2 separate regions of the Gasterosteus aculeatus genome follow, and region 1 is linked to region 2. Evidence: chromatin contacts called from public Hi-C data. All regions are on one chromosome and are shown on one strand. Each heading gives the region's core, a stretch centred on a gene start, on an enhancer-like site or on the middle of the called end of the contact. The rest is flanking DNA. Distances are from core to core; before and after follow the strand shown.

Evidence for each region. A called contact is a pair of places that touch in the nucleus more often than the background predicts.
Region 1: a Hi-C map of skeletal muscle shows a contact between it and region 2, with 3 times the contacts expected there. The contact joins the enhancer-like site here to the promoter of lin7c in region 2. A contact is called at or near these places in 4 of 6 Hi-C or Micro-C datasets (liver, skeletal muscle and tail fin).

Annotation. Positions count from the first base shown.
Region 1 is chr12:10,215,205-10,218,272 of fGasAcu3.hap1.1, forward strand. All of the region lies in intron 3 of mettl15 (methyltransferase 15, mitochondrial 12S rRNA N4-cytidine), which reads left to right. Among protein-coding and RNA genes, the nearest start is that of kif18a, 17 kb to the left of the region's middle. Within about 2 kb of position 1,262, at least 2 of the 9 cell types and tissues checked have open chromatin away from gene starts, as enhancers often do.
Region 2 is chr12:10,147,871-10,150,903 of fGasAcu3.hap1.1, forward strand. lin7c (lin-7 homolog C (C. elegans)) reads right to left here and starts at 1,520. Exons shown (of 5, transcript XM_040202144.2): 1 at 1,308-1,520; 2 at 487-605; 3 at 262-333; 4 at 1-122. The coding sequence starts at 1,344.

The DNA of each region.
Region 1 (3,068 bases), core at 12-2,511, 67 kb after region 2:
AGTACTCAGCCTTCTCTCGGGTTCCTGTTCCCCTTTTCCTAATGAATTCCACCATACGACGACTTGAGATGAGGCCCTTTTTTCCACATGGCCAGGATATTATTTACTGTTCTATGAGCTGTTGAAGGTTTTCAAACTCATTAAGGAAAAAAAAAAAAAAAAAAAATCCTTTCCCCATATCATACGTGTTCTCTCTCTAAATAGAAGCTCTAACACATGTTATTCTTTTAACATGGCCTCGAGAAACGGTGATGTGTTTACATTTTTCTTTTTGGGAAGAACTCTACGGAGGGACCGTTGAAGCGTCCTGCATTGTAGCACCTGGCAGCCTCCGTGTGTCGGTCTGCACCACTTGGACCACTCCTAACTCTCCTATTCCCTCTGCTGGGAAAGGCAGATATTACACACCCCAAACGGAGGACAAAACACAGACTAGAGTAATTACTTGTTTTTGAAGTATGATCCCGGTATGTAGAGACGGAGATGACCCACAGCTGTGTTCTGGCTCAGTCCCAACCTGTCCAGGTGGGAGCCTCGCCAGCACCCCTCTGTATGAGATATCAATGACTTGCATGGTGTCAATCATCATTGCAAATGCCAAAGCCATTCTCACCAAATATTTTCAAGAAGTTGTTTTGCCCATCTGGTGGCAGAAGCAGCAGGCTTTTGAAAAAAAATAATAAGAGGGAAGATTTCCACACCAGCTTTTGGCTTGTTTTGCTTCAAGGCGAAGGATTTTCAATTTATCCAATAAATCACCTTGTAAACATCCAATTCTCCATTTATTTTTTATTTTTACACAGTTAGCTTTTAGTGTGTTTAGTGTATTAGGAGTGTAGATACGTTTATATTAATGAGTAAAAACGGGGGAAACGTGTACATAACCCTGTAATGATACATAATGCTCAGTGCACCAGCGATACAAATGTGAATAAACGTACAGTATTTATATTTTCAACCGACCAACATCGAAGAACATTGAGCATCAGTTGGCATTCTGCTCGATCGTTTTGCACCAGCACAAGCTTTAACTTTTGGTATTTGGGCCACAGCTTCCATAAGCTGTGACAAAGCATTGTTGTGACCAGTGCTGCACACTCCTGTAGAGGACCAGTTTGTCTCCTGGCTGCTTGTGTTGACTGTTTCCATAAAACCCAGCCTACTTTGCTGTTTGTGTTTTCCTTTTTTATATTGAATAGCACAACAGGCAGGTTCATTATGCGTGTGACTCATCCCACTAGCCCACACCCCCTCCCCATCTGCTGCTGTGCGCTGGAAAGGAGAGGGAACCGCCATTGATCACTTCTTCCCTCACACATGCACGCACACACCCCACCTTCAACGTCACTATCAATCGACATGTTTAATGTTTTCGTCGGGAGTAGCTTGCATTTCCTTTTTTGTCATTTTACATCTTCTCCCTGTCATTTGCTGACATCATGATACATCCCAGAGCAGGCATTTAGAAAATAAAAAGTGAAGCATAATCCAACCAATTATTCAAACAATCTCAGACAGTTCAGTCAGTGCAGTTTTGTTTTAGTAGCAGAGGCGGTCACGAATTCTACACAGAGATGTAACCGGACATGAGACGTTTTGTTGTGTGCAAGTCCCTGGATACAGCGGAGTTCACTGCTGCCGGATCATCACGATGTTGTGGCACAGTGGTTGGCAGGTCCTTGGACCTAGTTATTCAACCGTTAATACAAAGTGCATGCTATACAGTGCAAATCATAGGTCACCACAGCTGATTTTTCATTTTTCAATTATTGACAAATTCTCTACTGGAGAAACCAAATGGCTTTAATACTTTTTCAATAAAAACTATGACAGTCTTTTTTGCTGGCAGCTGTCAACTCATCAATGTAGCAAAATGCACCAAAACCACAGCACAAGAGAAGACGACATTAATCCATTCATTTATTTTTTATTTCAGAGGGCAAAAGTACAAAAGGGAAAACTGGAGGGTATTACGATTAATAAGTACACTCTTAGCCCGTCCCCTCTGCTGGTTGGAGAAGGATTGATCAGAATAGTTAATCTACACTTTAAGAGTTGGTCCATCAATGCTTGGCATTTTTCTAATGTATCACATTAGTACTGAAATACCAAACAGGCAGCCAAAGCGAATATTGAAATTAGGACCCTACCAAATGGTCGCAGCGCTGTATTATGGCCCCGGAAGGAAGGGTTCAGCTAGCACGTTGATTTCAGTAAGTATTACCGTTGCCATGAAGTCACCTAGTAATATAGCTGTCTTTTCCTCAGATTGTCATAAGAGTAAATTGTAACGGTAAAATTAGGTGATTGACATTCATTAAAATGATCAACTTTCTAAAGATAAACTCTCGGGTTACAGTGCTTCCTCATTGTGTCATTCCGTCATTGTGCCGGTTCCCCAAGCGGACAGCAAATAAGGACGGCCTCCACGTTGAGTATGCTTATGTTCACAACTAAATTGATCATAATACCAAATCCATTGAGTCTGCTGATTTTAGCTTGGTAGCTGATTATTGGATTGTTCACAATGAAGCTTTTCTTTTTCTAAGAGTAGCACATGAAGAGAAACTGCAATTTGTCTGTAAAGTGCTCCAAACTCTAGTATTTTGTTCTTTGGATGACTGGATATTTTACCTTCTCGGTGAAACATCTGCGATCTTCTTGGCTCGCGGCTTTAATCAGCTGGCACCAATTTGCCAATTTGCCTTTTGATCTGGGCTTCTGACGGGAAGCTGCAAAAGTGATTGGCAATTGAAAATTCCCGGTCAAAGCTCTATACACGGGAGCATTTTTTTGTTACATTTATTTTCCTCTGTTTTATGCTGATTAATACGGTCAACAATTTCTGGAAGGAAAAAGCGTGATGTGTTTCAGGGCTCCATGGTGATTGACTGTTGGCGTTGTCTGGTCTGGGAGTTGTACGTGTTTTTATCTTACTTTTTCTCAGTGTTCTTTCAGTTCATGACGATGGCTTAACAATGAATATATTGTATATCTGTGCTCCATTGCATTTAACTCGACCCTGTAGCGTTTTTTCTCGTTGCAAAGCGCCATGATTTTAACAGATC
Region 2 (3,033 bases), core at 270-2,769:
ATTGGGGAATTTTGCTCCTTCCCGCCCATTATGTTGAACCCCAGACCTTCTTCCGTTTTGGGAAGCTCCACAACACGCGGATGCGAGTGTCCCTCACTTGCTGCAAAAGCTGCCACAGTCGCCTACGAATGAACACGGTCACGTCATTTAAGCAGTGCATATCATTCCATTTGTTAGACTCGACACGCAATGTGGAATGTACGTCTGGAGCAAAACAAAAAACAAATGGTCTGAAAATAAAGATGCTGGAATCGGGTATACCTTCGCTGTGGCGTTGGCCCGGACTTCCGGACTGCTGTTGATGTCCACCGTTTCATAAACATGTTCATAAACCTGAGGAGACGTTGCCATATTTACAAGTTGTGAAGATAAAGTCATTAAACAAAACCCTGTTTTCAAAAACACATTATTCTAACACTAGAAGAAAAAGGGAACTGACGGCATCTCACAGTCACGTGTTTTTTAAAGGGGACAAAAGGGTCTCACTTCTCTGACGGCGTTGCAGAATTCACTCTGTAAGACCCTCTGCAGGGCCTGCAGCTTCTGGGGAGGCACTTCCCCCGTCCTCTGGAGCTTATCCAGCAGTTCAACAGCACGGTTAATATCTGTCAACGAGAGCACACGTGAACCCCCCCGTCAAGGGTTTTATTGAGATCTGTACATTGTCACAATCACATCTTTTCTTTTTCTGTGTTGATGTCAGTACAACATCTGTACCATGCGATTGCTTAAAAGCAATGTGAGGAAGCTGGTCTTACATCACTGTGAATTAAAGTATTAAGAATGATAAACTTAAAACCATATAGCAACATGCAAATAACACTCCAAAACAGATATCATAAAAAAATGATCCTTTATTGCAATTTACTTCATGAGGGTTAGGGTTAGTAAATTATTAAAACATATTATTGACTTGATGTTTGAAATGTGATTTATTCCCTTTACCACCTCTGAAGGTGCAACAACAGTGTATGAAAACCTCCATCAGGCAACATTCGTTGAAGCCTTCCACCATCACCTTACAGGATTGCTGTGTGTTGTCACTCATATTAGTCAATTGGCTGATACACCAACTTGAGTGAAACCGTGTAATTTAGCTGTAAAACCTCTCGCTCCGTGACTATGTTAATCGTTCAGTCATATTAATACACACTGGCGATCAGCAGGACTCCCTTAGCCTACAGACGATGAACAGGAAAGTTAGATGACCGCCAGTCACCTGCTCTGCGTGGCTAACGCTAAGCTAGCTTAACGTTAGATCACAACAAATATCTCTGCGCTACCGCGAGCTAGCCAATCGACTTTACCTCTTTCCAACCGCACGGGCTCCCCAAGCGATGCCATTCTGTTAGCAAGCGGCTGTTTAATGTCCCCTATATTTAGCGTTAATCACTGGGTATGGAGAATACGGTAATCCCGGGGCTAGCGTTACGTCCGTCTAACAGAGACGGTAAATCAGATTAGCCGAGGTAGCCGGCTAGGCTATTAGTTGCTAGTGTCATGATGCATTCAAGTAACACTCGTAGAGTGAACAACTCGGAACCCGCGTATATCATTTTATTTTCCGAGTTTCTGATTGCTCGGAGCCGCCACTGAATGCATCTTCCCTGGCTAATGTGAAGAGGTCAATATTTTATTTTTAAACCTTTAAGACAAAGTTACGTATGTATGTAACACCATACACATATCACAATAACCACGGAGACCCGTGTTTAATGTCTAGGCGTTCGTTTTGTGTAATTCGTACATGAACTGTCGACCTTCAGTGCTGTGTTAAGCCCACTGCAGGAAGGCGACAGAAGCTGTCCACTCTGACCCCAGACCCAATTAAACAATCACACAATCATGTGTCACTGCATCATTCTTTTCACAGGGGTGCTGCATCTGGAAATAGCTGAAAGATGAAAGGATTACTACATAAATATCCTGTGTATCAAAGCATCACGGAAACAACCAGAAACCTCTCCGGCTATTTCCTGACACAGAGGATGTGTTCCCTCTGCCGCCCTCTACTGGCGGCAGAACGCACGGACACTCGACTACATAACTGCAGGAAACTGCTGCTGCACTGCTCCATGTGGGCGGAAACTTTGGAGCTTGAGTCACTTGTGACCACACCCCAAGTGCGGACCCACGGCACGGTGTCTTTGCCTTTGACATCTGATGAAATACACGGATTTAGGGTGCGGCCAGAGGCACAACACACGTGAATGTAGCGGAGCCGCAGTATTTACTGTCTCTTTTATTTCTACAAGATGCTCATTGTTTCTGTAAAAAAACGTTTCATTGTTGTTTTGTCTTAAAGCTTTCAGCCACAACTTTGGGTTTAACGTCAATGCTATGTCTTCCTGTAGGATGACTAAATACTTTTCAATTCTTACTTGTTTTGTGCAGCCATGACAAGAAACCTACTGGGTGATTCATGCCCATACTGCATGCTTATCATCTTCCTCGCAGGTGGATTAGAGATGATTCGCAAGCTTCTGTATAAAAAAAAGTAACTCACAGCATCTCCATCAGCCTCCTCTGGAGAATCCGAGACAAATATCTTTTCATTGCTTCATGAGGAAGGTTTTATTTTTTCTTCTCAAAAGGCCTCGTCCGGTTCTCTTCAGAGGTCACACTTACCTTCAGGTTGATGACGATGAAGTAAAATAAGGTGCTCGGGATCAAATGTAACACAAATATCAAACATAATTGAACTTTCGATGAGGCTTTTATATCAGTGTCTTCTCTTTCTAAAATATGTCATATTATGGGGAATAAGGGCGTGGTTGATGGTATTAAGTTGCAAAGTGAACATGTTAAATTGTTATCCAGCTGTCATCTCAAACTCTGGCATCCAGACTCATAAAGCAAGGACTTTTCACCATGAGAAGCACACCATGAGTCATAATCTGCTGGTGAAACAAATTTCCAGTCGTCTTTAACCTGGATTACAAACCAGGATTTTTCCTCCTGATCACTGTAAATCTACTGCTGCACCAAACCTGGGGGATTCTTCTGCAGTAGAAGATTTAAAGATGGGATTAC